Linked DNA regions of Mus musculus: all the other regions are linked to region 1. The links are chromatin contacts, called in public HiCAR-type maps. All regions are on one chromosome and are shown on one strand. Each heading gives the region's core, a stretch centred on a gene start, on an enhancer-like site or on the middle of the called end of the contact. The rest is flanking DNA. Distances are from core to core; before and after follow the strand shown. Region 1 holds the start of Tbc1d32 (TBC1 domain family, member 32). Region 2 overlaps Man1a (mannosidase 1, alpha). Region 3 holds the start of Gcc2 (GRIP and coiled-coil domain containing 2).

The links. HiCAR-type assays count read pairs that join an accessible place to other places.
Region 2: a contact with region 1 is called in a HiCAR-type map of astrocytes, with 5 times the contacts expected there. The contact joins the enhancer-like site here to the promoter of Tbc1d32 in region 1. A contact is called at or near these places in 3 of 39 promoter capture datasets (embryonic stem cells, hippocampal neurons and liver) and 2 of 115 datasets of contacts at active chromatin or transcription factors (astrocytes and large pre-B cells).
Region 3: a HiCAR-type map of astrocytes shows a contact between it and region 1, with 4 times the contacts expected there. The contact joins the promoter of Gcc2 here to the promoter of Tbc1d32 in region 1. A contact is called at or near these places in 2 of 39 promoter capture datasets (hippocampal neurons and liver) and 1 of 115 datasets of contacts at active chromatin or transcription factors (astrocytes).

Annotation. Positions count from the first base shown.
Region 1 is chr10:56,226,676-56,231,055 of GRCm38.p6, reverse strand. Tbc1d32 (TBC1 domain family, member 32) reads left to right here and starts at 2,367. Exons shown (of 33, transcript NM_001033385.3): 1 at 2,367-2,578. The coding sequence starts at 2,424.
Region 2 is chr10:53,982,246-53,986,625 of GRCm38.p6, reverse strand. The region is part of intron 5 of Man1a (mannosidase 1, alpha); the gene reads left to right. Among named protein-coding and RNA genes, the nearest start is that of Man1a, 91 kb to the left of the region's middle. Within about 2 kb of position 2,330, at least 20 of the 459 cell types and tissues checked have an H3K27ac peak or open chromatin away from gene starts, as enhancers often do. A contact at or near this core is called in astrocytes, where this site is marked.
Region 3 is chr10:58,253,153-58,257,532 of GRCm38.p6, reverse strand. Gcc2 (GRIP and coiled-coil domain containing 2) reads right to left here and starts at 2,007. Exons shown (of 23, transcript NM_027375.2): 1 at 1,962-2,007; 2 at 1,651-1,704; 3 at 629-713. The coding sequence starts at 1,967.

The DNA of each region.
Region 1 (4,380 bases), core at 1,118-3,617:
TGGAAAGATATTGTGTGAATTTGGTTTTGTCATGGAATACTTTGGTTTCTCCATCTATGGTAATTGAAAGTTTTGTTGGGTATAGTAGCCTGGGCTCTCATTTTTGTTCTTTTAGGGTCTGTATCACATCTGTCCAGGATCTTTTGGCTTTCATAGTCTCTGGTGAGAAGTCTGCTGTAATTCTAATATTTCTGCCTTTATATGTTACTTGACCCTTTTCCCTTACTGTTTTTTAATATTCTATCTTTATTTAGTTCATTTGTTGTTCTGATTATTATGTGTCAGGAGGAATTTCTTTTCTGGTCTAGTCTATTTAGAGTTCTGTAGGTTTCTTGTATGTTCATGGGAAACTCTTTCGGTTAAGGAAGTTTCTTTTTTATAATTTTGTTGAAGATATATACTGGCCCTTTAAGTTGATATATTCACAACTGGTTAATGTAGAGTCCTTGGTCTTAAATAGGACTTCTCTATGGTTTCCTGCTCAATGGCTCAGGGAATAACTTAGAAAATGGTGGCATAACAGCTGGAAGTTGGAGATTTCTTCAAGGCAGTGTCTTCTGGACACAGGATACTCACTGTTCTCAGGAGCTCACTGAAGCTGTTATTTGCATACAATCTGCTCAATATTTGACTTGTCTGATTTTGTCCTGCATGGGGCAGTTCATTAGGACCTATCCTTTACTGAGGGTTTATGAGTTGTAAATGGATGCTGAAGGGGGTGGTGTAATGGCTTCAATGGTGAAGCCATTAATACATTACCTATATTTCAGCAAACAATTCCTCTCCAAAGATCCTAATGCAAGCAACTGTGTGGATCAATAGGAAATTAAAAGACACCAAAACAGGAGGAAGTTTGCTGGCAGAAGGGTTTCTCCTTACCAAAGTATGACAAAGGGTATAGATAAGAAAAGGGAGATGCAACTCAGTATACACATGTATGAAATTGTCAAATATTAATTAAAAATACAAATTTTAATTTTATACTGAAAAGCAAACAATGACCTTATATTCTGAATAAATATATGGTGCAATTTCTGGAGAGAAATATTTGTTTTCCTAGAAAATTACTGAATCTGGCTAAACTGAGAAGTATATCTGATGAGGATAGAATATACAGCTGGATTTGGGAAGTTTATTGACGTCAAACCATTCATCAGTTGTTTGGCATCAGTAACTATTGGCATCTGAATATTGTGCATTTGTAAGCTCCCATACTATATATGTTGTTTCTTTTTAAACTTCTTACTGATTTATAAAAAAAAATCTTATGTTTCCACAAGTAACACCACCTTTTTTTTCTTTTAAAGAAATGCATTTTTGGATTTGTTTTTGAATTTCATATTTGTACAATGTATTAGATCATACTCACATGTACTCTTCCACTTCCACACTCCCTTCTTTTTAAAACGTTGATCTTAAAAATTATTTTATGTGTATAGTGTTTGCATGCCCGTATGTCTGTGAACCACAGATGAGTAGTGCCACAGAGGTCAGAAGAGGGCATCAGATCTCATGGAACTGGACTTACAGAAGGTTGTGAGTCACCATGTTGGTGCTGGAAATTGAACCTGGGTCCTCAGAAAAAGCAGCCAGTGCTCTTAACTACCAATCCAAACTCCCTAAACAAAACACAGAACTGACTTTTGCTGCCTATATCCTTTTGGATGTTGGGCCATCCTCTGGAGCATGGCCACATCCTTAGAGACCAATGACTCTTTAGATCCCAGAAGGCAGTTATCCATAGCTCTTTTTGCTAGGGATGAGTGTTCAAGGGCTACTTCCAGTCTGTCATGTGGCATTTCCTTAGTAAAATACATAACTACCCTGTAATGAATTGTTAAGTTTCTTTTCTGTTACAGCGTGCTATCCTCATTGGCAGGCAACAGTTGTTACGGTTGCTGTATGAACCTGGTTTTTCCACATTTCAATACCACCCAATCCCCAGTTGATATTTCAGTTTGGCTTCCTTTGCCCTGCTTTTACTAAAGGCCTCTTCTCTTTCGTCCCCTTCCTACTTCCTGCAGATCAAGGTCAGGATCAGTTCCACTCTCCTCCGGGATTAACCCCTCCCCTGGGCGCGTCAGCGAGCTGACGTCAGGCGCAGCCGAGGCGTTTCCCGTTAGGCCCTCCCAGCAGATCCTGAGGTGTTTGTTGTTCCGGTCGGGGGAGGCTTGAGCTCTGCCGGTACCAAGGAACGTCAATCATCCAACGTTAGCCTCAGCAAGTTCTCGGTGGTCTCTAAACCTACAGCCCAGTCTTCCAGCACATCGCCACTCAACCGCGGCCCCGCCCTTGGACTCGCGCTGTGGTTTCCTAGGGAACGACGCTGAGCGTCGGCGGCGATTGGGCTGGGTCGCGCGTGCGCAGTGCGCTTTGTTGGTGGCGACCCCGCGGTGGTTGCGGAGATTTGACTGCTGCAAGGCATGGCCCATTTCTCCAGCGAGGATGAGGTGATGCTGCAGGCGATGCTCCGGCAGCTGTTCCAGAGCGTGAAGGAGAAAATCACCGGAGCTCCCTCCTTGGAGTGCGCAGAGGAGATCCTCTTGCGGCTGGAGGAGACTGACGAAAATTTTCACAAGTAAAATCGAGTTTATAAGTTTTTAAGCAAACAAACCATTGGTCCAGGAAAGCTGAAAATGATTTGGATAGAGATTTATTTGGTATTTTTTTGCTAAAATAGCTGATTGTTGCTTCAGTTTTTTTTCTCTCAATTGTCCCTGTGCTGAATTTATCCTCTTTTTCCAAAGTGATTTTTGTAGAGCCTCATCTGCCTCTGTGTTCTCTTCTGTCACAGCAGCTTAAGAACATCAATTGTAAATTATTCTGTTCTTTAAAGAACAATCTTAACATTTAAGGGAATTCCTTTCACATTATCTAAAAGTAGTGACCCCCACCTCCTACCCCTCCCCGCCCCCAGGTCCTTATTTGTGGTTTTGTTGGTCTGTTACTTTCACTGCCTGTTGTAAGAAGCCACTCAACACTGGAAGGGCCTCCCACACTGAGGCAGGTCTGGGTGCCTGTGTAGGGGTAGGGCGCCTATACAAATGTCCTAGACCTACTGAAAGGGAGCAGGTTGTCCAGCTTTGAGGAGCATGGAGAGAGGAAGTGTTCGGTGCAAACTGAAGGACCTTTTTATAATCAAACTGCTCCTTAAACTTAAAGATCCTTAGGGCTCAACGCGTTTCTTTGGAGTTTGTTCATGTAGTGAATTAGGCCTCTCAGCTTCAAGGTCTTCCTCCAGGCGCACGCACGATTAGTTGTAGCCTTTTACAATCCAGTGTTTGTCTCTCACAGATACTTTTCCTGTGATGTTGCTTTTGACTTGGTCATTCAGGTGCTGGGAATGGAACCCAAGCCTCATGCCTGATAGGAGGCAGTTTCTGTTGCTTTTTATTGACTTTTGGATATCTCGAAGTTCAGTTTCTAGAAATGGGCATTAAGGGACCCTTCAGTCCTTTAATGTTCTCTGTAAAAGGTTATGTTTTACTTGCCGTTTTATGGTGGTGTTCTTTATAATTTGCTCAGATTCTCAAGGGAATTTAAAAAGATGTGCAAAGAGTCACTGTAGGGTTTCTAATTTAATAAGTCAGGATTTTTGAGACCTGCATGCTATGTTGCCCGGCAAGCCCAGGATAACCTGGAAATGACTATTGAACTTAAGTATCCCAAGTGGTGGGAGCATGTATCACCATGGCCCAGCTTGATTTTTTAAATTTATGATTATGCTTATGGTTTCCGTTGTTTTTGCTTATTCCCATATAAAATTGATGCTGATAAGAATGATCGGATGATACTCTTTTATTTAGACATATTTGTGTCAGTTTTGTTGTTGTTTTGTTTTCTTTTGGTTATAGGTTCATTATTTTAAAAGCACAATATAGACAATTTGGCACCTTCTCAAACAAAAGTGGATTTATTACATATCCATTTGTTTGTTTTTAATGACAGAATCTCACTATGTAGCTTTGATTGGCCTGAAACTTACTATGTAGACAAGGCTGGCCTCAAACTCCCAGAAGCATTTTGAAGTTAAAGATTATGTCCATTCTTTACTAAGACCCTGGTACAAATCAGTAGATTCTTCTTGAAACAAATGAAAATATTAAAAACATTAGTGTCTCTTTGGCAAGACTGTCACCAATGTCCATGGCATCCCCATATGTAAGTAACCCCATTGTTAGGCTGCTAGATGTTTATCACCAGGTCATATCTCACGGTTTATGCAGATGGACTCCTTTTCTGTGCATCCTTATCATTTACTTCCAACATAGGAAGTGTGCCATATTAGTTGTAAAAATAGTATGTTCTGTCATTTTTCCTTTGTATTTCATTCAGCAATATGACAGTCTTCTTTAATCCACTGATTTAAATCTCAGAAGC
Region 2 (4,380 bases), core at 1,081-3,580, 2.2 Mb after region 1:
GCATTTAATCTCAGCCATCATATGATTTGGGGAACTGATTCCCCATCCACATACTTAGAAACTGAGGCACCAAAGGGTTCAGATGAGCATTAAGGCTAATACAGATCATTCAGGTGAGAAAACTACATCACTTGGTCCAGCCTTAGGATCTATAGAGGACTGTGATGCTGAGTCACCAAGTCGGTATCACTGCATGTCTCATTAAATCAAGGGGAGCAGATAGACTGGCTCTTAAAACTGATATAAATAAAAAGGTGATGTTCGGTTAACTGGAAAAATTCACTGGCATGGAATGCCTCGTAACTCAAAAGTGTCAGGGTCTGCAGAGATGAGTTTCTTGGCTTTCTATCTCATTTTATCAAATAAGTATTTACAAGCCCATTTGTGTGTGTGTGTGTGTGTGTGTGTGTGTGTGTGTGTGTGTGCGTGTGTGTACACATACATATGTGTGTATGTCTGTATCTCAAATAGCTTGTGATGTCTACTGTAAAAGCATTGGCAAATAGTCCAGTTGGCCTTTGCATGCTAATGCATCACATAATAATCTCTATAGGGTGGATTCCACAAAAATCTATTAGGAGTTATCACTAGATAAAATATGAAGCTTCGTTGCACTCTGTTGTTGTAGTAGGCATTACTTTTTTTAAACAGAGGCATTTTCTTTTGATATAAAATATACATTTTAACTGTGCCAGAAACTATCTGGCATACTTGAAAAATATCAAATATAATTCCTTGTATACAGTGTATTTTCCCAAACCATGTTGGTGATTGGCCCATCTTTGAAACCTCAATAGAGATGGAATGAGCAACTTGACAACCCATCTTTAGGTGCTGCATAATGACTTTGCTTCTAGTGCCAATGTTTATTGTTCTTTTTATTGCTTATTATTTATTGCTCTTGAAAAGATTTGGGGGAGAAGAAAGTCTCGAATAATGCAATGTAAAGTTCACACAGAAGTACTAAAACCTCCATAGTCCTTTTGCCTTTTCTATGCATTTGCAGGTTCTATATTGAATATGAATTTGAAGGACATTTACATTCATCATATGGCTTCCCTCTAGGTCTACTTTTAAGTAAATGCTTCTTTATAAAGGACCCTAATTGGGGCCAGTGAGGTGAATCAGAGGGTAAAGGCTCTTGCCACACATTCTGAAAACCTGAGTTTAATCTTCACAACCCACATAAAGGAGGAAGCAGTGAGCCCACCGTGCATACCAATAAACACATATCACACACACAAACACACATACACTAAATAAATGAGCTCATTTATTTCTCAGGATTTCACTTCTATCAGAAAGCCAAGAGTTTTCTTGGTATTTCCATCTGTGTGTTTGACTCAGGTAAGGCCCATAGCTAGTTAGGACAGCAGCTTCCTTTCTCATTGACCGCTCTCAACATCAATGAACCAGACATCTACTCGCTATAATTAGGAGGCCCTGCGGTAGAAAGGGAACTTCCAACACACCTAACATCTTCCTTTAACCACCCATTGACTTCTCTATCTTGATTAAAGGACCTTGACTTGTTTTACTTAATCTATTCCTTTCTGACTCATATTCTCTGTATGTTCCATACTATAATGAACTGTGTGTGCTTCCCCTCCACTGCTGCCCTATCGCATGTCCTCCACATAAACCCAAAAATGTGTGCAAGCAAGTACTTATCCAACCCATGGTGGATGGTGCAGCTGCCCATGCACTAAATTCCACGTCTCCATGATTATATATATATATATATATATATATATATATATATATATATATATATATAATATATTCAATATATTCAATATATATATATTGAATACATATATTGAATATATATGAATATATTGAATATATAAATATATATATGTATACACACACACGCGCACACACACATATACATCCAAAGACCTCTTTCGTTTTCACAGTAAACTCTGCACCATTTCCATTATTCTTGTCCTCTATTTGGGCTTGCATTATGTCTTATGCTGTGTTTGTGTGTGTGTGATGCTTACAGGATTTTGTTTAAGTCATCATCAGGCTTACCTCCCTGCTTGTGAATTTAATAGAATGAAGGATCTTGTTTTCTTTTTATACTATCTCTCTTAATAGTCCTCAATACATCAGTAGTCAAGGGTGTGTGCTTACTGTAGCTCAAAGCCATGTTCTATGCAGCAGCAGCAGCAACAACAACAACAACAAACCAACAACAACAACAACAAACCTCACAAGTTCTTCTCCACTGTCCTCATTTTACAACAAACAAGAGAAAAGCAGCAAGCTGGCCCTCTTCACGATGATTGAATGGGGACTAGCTAATTCTGAACTACAGCCCAGAGTGTCTGATTCCCAGTTCAGCATGTCTGTTACCAGGCAACCTTGACACAAGGCACTCAGAGCACCCACAGGACTCGTTCCAGGAGGCAACAGGGGGGGGGGCACCCATGTGGTTCAGTGGAAGCTTGCCCACCCTTGAACAGAATCGAGAATCCTCACTGATAATTCACCTCTTTTTCACCTTGCCCCCTGACTCTAAATTCTCCCTATTTAAGTGCTAGGCAATGAAACCATCCTCTCTCAGGAAGAAAAAAATCAATATCAAATGCAATTTTGTTCATTTATCAACATTTATTCATTTTGACTACAGCAAAGTATAAAAGCAACTTCTTTTTTAAAAATTTCACTAGCTATTAAATATTTTATGAAAATTTCTTTTTCTAGATCAGGTTAAGGAAGTAACTCGCTGGTAGAGTATTTGCCTAGCATGCACAATGCCGTGAACTTGATCCCTAGTACTAAAGAAAGCTGAACGTGGGCAAACCTAAAGTGCCTATTCACTAACACATCTGTATTTGTATTTTTAAATTAAAACCTGAGGTTTCTTATTTCACTTAAAAACTTTGTACTTTCAAACATAACAAACAGGAAGTGTAGGGGATTCTAATGGATTCTCTTTGGCTGTGACCCATGCTAATGGGTAGAATAGCATACACACCATTTGTATGAAAAGTTGAAGTATATTAATTCTTTAATTTCCCATGATAATAAACAACACTCTCTTTACCGAATTATTCTAGGGCTAAAAGTTGAATTGTTGCATAGGAAAACGACAGGGAAGCATAACAGAAAAGTTGACAAAGGCAGTTATGACTTTTAAATGGAATCATAGTATAGTTCAATAAATACACTTAAGCCTTTAGTTTAAAAAAAAAATCTTCCAGCTTTAGGTTTTGATCAACTAAAAGAAAGACACAGAATGAGAAACATATGGTAGGACACATGTGGTATTGTCCCTCTGGGTCAAAATAGTTACATGAGGGCCTGGGAGGTGACTCAGTAGATAAGCCATTTGCAGGGAAAGTATACCATGCAAGTGTAGCCTGGCGTTCAGTGCTCCAGCATCCACATAAAACCTAGGCAGGTGTGGTGGCCTCCTTGTTATTTCATATCCCATGAGGAAATATAGGGGATTCCCAGACAAGATGACAAGCTATACTATCTGAATTGTTAAGACCTCGCCACATGAATAAATTGAGGCACAGCATTGGCTACATTACCAGGTAAGGGCCTGTGCCATCAAGCTGGAATTTCTGAGTTTGATCTCTGAAACCTGCAAGGTCGAAGAGAAGAACTCACTGCCACAAGCTGTGATCTGATCTCCACACTCATACATGGCCTGATACACATGCTCAGGTACCTGCACACACACAAATACACACACACACCCCTTTTTAAAAAAGAACAATAAAAATAGAGACACCACATGCATATGCACACCCACACCCACCCACATGTGCACAGACACACATGTGAACATGCATATGCACATGCACACCATACATACAGATCTAAAAGCCAAAAAATGGTATCAGTCAGAGATGTCAGGAGCTGCTTCATGCTGATATTGGTGTGAGCAAACCAGCATGTAAGCTGAATAGAAGGTCTTTGCCTTTATGGGAGTGGGGGGAGTCAATGACGTCTGATGACACTGAGATTTAAGTTCGGCTGAATTAGCTCTCCTATGTACCTTGATTGTAATATTTAAACCTTTCAAAATGTAACCCTAAATTAAAAAAACAAAAACAAAAACAAAACTTGAGTGTCTTGGTAGTGCATGTTGGTGTAGTGACTGAATTTGGCTCATTTTATGTGCAAGTTAATCACTTGATTTAATGATGTATCAGTTCACTTATTTTCTGCAAGATATTTATCATAGATACGATGACACCTTTCACTGATGGCTGTACATAGTAAAAATGAATAATAGATAAACTCTGTTTAGCCTAATGGAGAACTAGTGTTTGATCTCTTGACAGAGAAGTTTTCAGTGGGAGAATTCTAAGAAAGGCTTTGCTATCAGGTGTGCATTTCAGACTACAGCATGTTGGG
Region 3 (4,380 bases), core at 758-3,257, 2.0 Mb before region 1:
TAAATGGGGCATCGACCAACTCCAGCATGTGCCTATACTTCCAACTTCCCAGAATGTCTGGAGGATTACACCTTGTGCCTTTTACATTTCAGCTGATTTCTCTAAAAGACATATTTAATTTAGAAAAATTTACAACTCATACGAAGTAAAAAAGGGTTTCATTTTACTATTAAAAAGATATTCCAGCCGGATGGTGGTGGTGCACGCCTTTAAATTCCAGCACTTGGGAGGCAGAGGCAGGCGGATTTCTGAGTTCGAGGCCAGCCTGGTTTACAGAGTGAGTTCCAGGACAGCCAGGGATACACAGAGAAACCCTGTCTCGAACCCCCACCCCCACCCCCCTCAAAAAAAAAGATATTCCTCTTGGGGTGGAGAGGTGGCTCAGTGGTTAAGAACACTGGCTGCTCTTCCAGAGGACCTGGCTTCAATTTCCAGAACCCACATGGTGGCTCACAACTGTAACTACAGTTCCAGGGAATCCAAAACTCTAACAAAGACATACATATAGGCAAAACACGCGCGCACACACACACTGAATTAAAAATTCATTTGTTCCTTTACTTATTCAAAGGCAACTGCAGGGCTAGGCATGGTGGTCTACTGAAAAGCTCTGATTTAAACCCAGTACCTGTACACCTTGCTTTGGCTTTCTGCAGGAGCATCATTTGCTTCTTGGCAAACTTGATGAGATCTTCTCTGGGCAACGTTTCTAGCTGAAAGATGGAGTCGTATTATTGAGTTTTAAAACCCATGCTTTTAGTACGGCCACCAAAAGAAACACAGTGTCTGCCGAAAACCAAAGAGAGACACTCTAAACAGTTGAGCCAGTCACATTTTTTAAATTGAGAAACGTAACTTCAATAACTAAAAGTAATTAGGTGAATGGAAAATCAAACCAAAACCCCAGCACAAAACTCTTACAGAGAACACTGAGTTCTCTAGCTGTACAAGAAGGGCTTGGAACTCAAGATTTCTCGAGCTGTAGAACTCATTCTGTTGGAAGCTAACAACATAACTACATTCACAGGTGAATCGGGTCACATTTAGACTTCAACTAAAATATTAGGGTTTACTAACTGAAAATTACTTAATCTTTGTGCACAACGTTTCCTCATCTGCAGAATGAGAATAGGGAAGATACGTATTTCAGGAAGCTTACCTGAAAGAATCTGTTACTTCAGCAAATGCCTAGAAATCAGTCTTCAAACACTACATTTTGGTAATAAATTGTGCCCCTACCTTTCTGAATCACTTAGCATAAAACATTGCACAGTGCTGTAAGAACAACCTTATTCCACCCTCAACTCTGGAGCTGGAGCCAACAGGATATAGTTCCTTGCTTCTTCCTGCCTCTTATCTAATCCCCTCGGCTTCGTGTCACTGTGTAAACTTTCATTAAACAGACTAGCTAAATGTTTGAAATACAGCATCGTGCTAACAAGGAGCAGGAAGTAAACAAACTGCTCGCACATCAGGAAATTTAAAAAAGAACAGGAAATCTGTAAGTAAATTAAAATGAAACTCCCTGAGGAAAGGTTAGTTCTTTTTTTTTTTTTTTTTTTTTTTTAAATAATTCTCCCCATGCCAAAGTTTTCCGATTCATTAACCTTATGCGCTACAGGGAACCAGGCGGCTGAGTGCTCTCCTCACCTTGGATTTCGGGGTCCCGGAGGGTGCTGCAGCTACGGCATCTGGAGCAGAATCCTGTAAAACAAACCATAAAAAGAGCTCATCCCAATTCCAGGTACAAGGCGCGGCCAAACAAATCTGTGCAGAGGAGGACCCCTTTAGGCGGTAGGGACCGGAGCTGGGCCGTCGCCACGGCCGGAGCCAGCACCAGGTTCAATGCCAAGCGCCGCGGCGGGGGTCTGGGCGCGAGGGCGGGGACAGGGTGCTCCCATGCCCTCCCACCCCTCGAGCGGCACAGCGGGCCAGCGGGGCGGCGCGACGCCCACCGTTACCTCCATCGCGGCTGCGACCCGCGGCTGCCTCCACCGCCTCTTCAGGAGTCTCGGCTGCTCCGCCTCCGAGGCTGCCGAGCGCGGGTCAAAGGTCTCGTTACGAGGCGACTACGCCTCCCCGCGTCTCCAAGGCTACGCAGAGCTGGCACTTCCGCTTCCTCCTTGGTGTCCGGGAGGAAGTCGTCTTTGCGCAGGTCCCCTGGCCGGTGCCGGAACGCGCTGAGTCGCCCTGCACTACTACCCTGTGCCAGGTGACAGGTTTGAGCACACGTTCCTTTGATCACTTCGTTTTCTAATTTTTAAAGATGTGCTTTACAAATATAACTATCCCGACTAGCAGGCATATGTGAAACAAATAGTTTTATAGGTGACTTTAATTCTGTCATGTTCAAAATAGGTTCCTCTGTGAGTAGTAATAAGGAATAAATTACTGAATCCGTTACTTTCTCAGGAGTTTCAAAATGCTGGCATGCTGTCTCTGTATTGCTAAATATTAATTTGCCGGCTGAGGTGCTTCTCGTGTTGTTTATATTGTCAACTTGAAAGGATCTAGAATCATCTAGGAGAGAGCCTCTAGACATGTATGTGAAATTTATCTAGATTAGATTACTTGAGCTATGGAGACCCCCAGTAACTGTGGGTGGCAGCATTCCACAGACTGGTAACCCTGGTTGCATAAAAAAGGATAACTCAGACTGAATTCCAGCATTCACTTCAAAGAACCCATCGAGGTCACAGTGTGGGAAGGTACACGTGACTAGTCTGATGAGGGCCCTCCCTTGTGGTTACGAATGAGAGAAGACAGGGTAAAGAGATTCCAGGTTCTGTCAAGAGTCCTGCAGGCCTTCTTTTTCCTTGTAGTTGCTCACAAGGGGATGAAGGCAAGATAAGGAAGATAAAACCAATCCAAACCCCAGAGGACTCTAGAGAAGGAAGATACTACAATATAGATTTTCGTTGTTATTGTCTAATAGAACACGTTTAGACTGACCTAGACCCTAAAATAATGCCTGATATTTTTCTATAGTTAAGCCTGGCCTAAACATAAACTAGAGGACAGAGCAAGTGGCCGCTGGTGGCGAATATTAATTAACATGTTGTATTTTCATAGGTGAGAGGGTGTTTTTCAGCAGGTTTTTCAGGTTGTCTACTTCCAGGTGTAGACATACACTAATTGCAGGTATAGGCCTTCAAGCAGTTGGGCCCTCACCCCCAAGTAGAGCCAGAGCGTTTTCCAAGTTCCGTATGGGAAAAGCCAGGTGTTTTTGTTGGTTTTGATCATGGCTTCTGGAAGTCATATGGCATGACCTTTACAAAATATAAAGACATCAAATTCCCTGGTAATACCGTGAGGGGAGAAAATCATTACCCCCTGTCAGTCCTCAGTCCCAATACACAGCCCAGCAAGCGGCTGTGTGCCTTCTCTCTTATTTCTCTGATCCTTCAGGAACAGTTATTTTTTTCAGTTTTACAGTGGTGGACCAAATTCCTTCTGTTCGTCAGGTTTCTTGCACTATTTAAATTCAGTGAGAAGCTGGGTCTAGAGGTGGGATTTTCCTGTAGATACATTTTTTTTTTAAATCTTAAATTGCCCTCTGACTGAAACATCATGATTTGTATCATGCTGGTCTCCTAACTTTGTATTCAGAGAAAGGAGAACAGCAAAATAGCCCAAGGTAAAAAGCATTAGGTTCTTGAAAAGAGCTGAAGAGTAAACTATTCCCAAAAGAGAGTACAATTGTTTACCCCTTGAAATAAGAACAGCTTCAGTACCCTGAGCTAGCACCGATTTGAATATAAGCTCCCTGAGGACTAGGTTTCTTGGTACCTGAAGGCACCATGTAAGCTTCCAGAGAAGGGAACAACAGTCCTTTCCGGCTATGCCACCTTTGAACCACATCCACCAGCACAGCCTGGTAATCAGAGTTCAGTATGACAAGTATGCCTTGGACTTCATTGGACTAATTTGACTTAAGACCTGCTCAACAAGAGGGAAGCCATGCCTCATGGAAACCAACCTAACTACTCAGTGCTACTTAAGTTGTGGTTGTTGGAGGAGAGTCTACAACCATTAATTTACTAAGCCAGCATAACCCCCAGCAATATAAATACTTGTACCCTCAGATGAGTATAGTCTTTACCCCTCATCAAGGAAACTTTTCTTTGCAACAGGTGGAGCCACTAAGAAACCCACAGTCTATCAGTATTCAGAGTATGGAGCTCAGTCCCAAGGGATCTGGCTACAAAATACTCCCACACCTCAGGCTCAGAGAAAATTGAGGAGGAAGGGGTGGAAAGATTTTGAGAGGCAGAGAATCAGGAAGTATGGTGTGAGATTCTGTCTCCTAGTAATGCCAGAATGTAATCTCACCAACATGACTGCCCAAGAATGAACAAGGATGACATCGGTGGACATGGC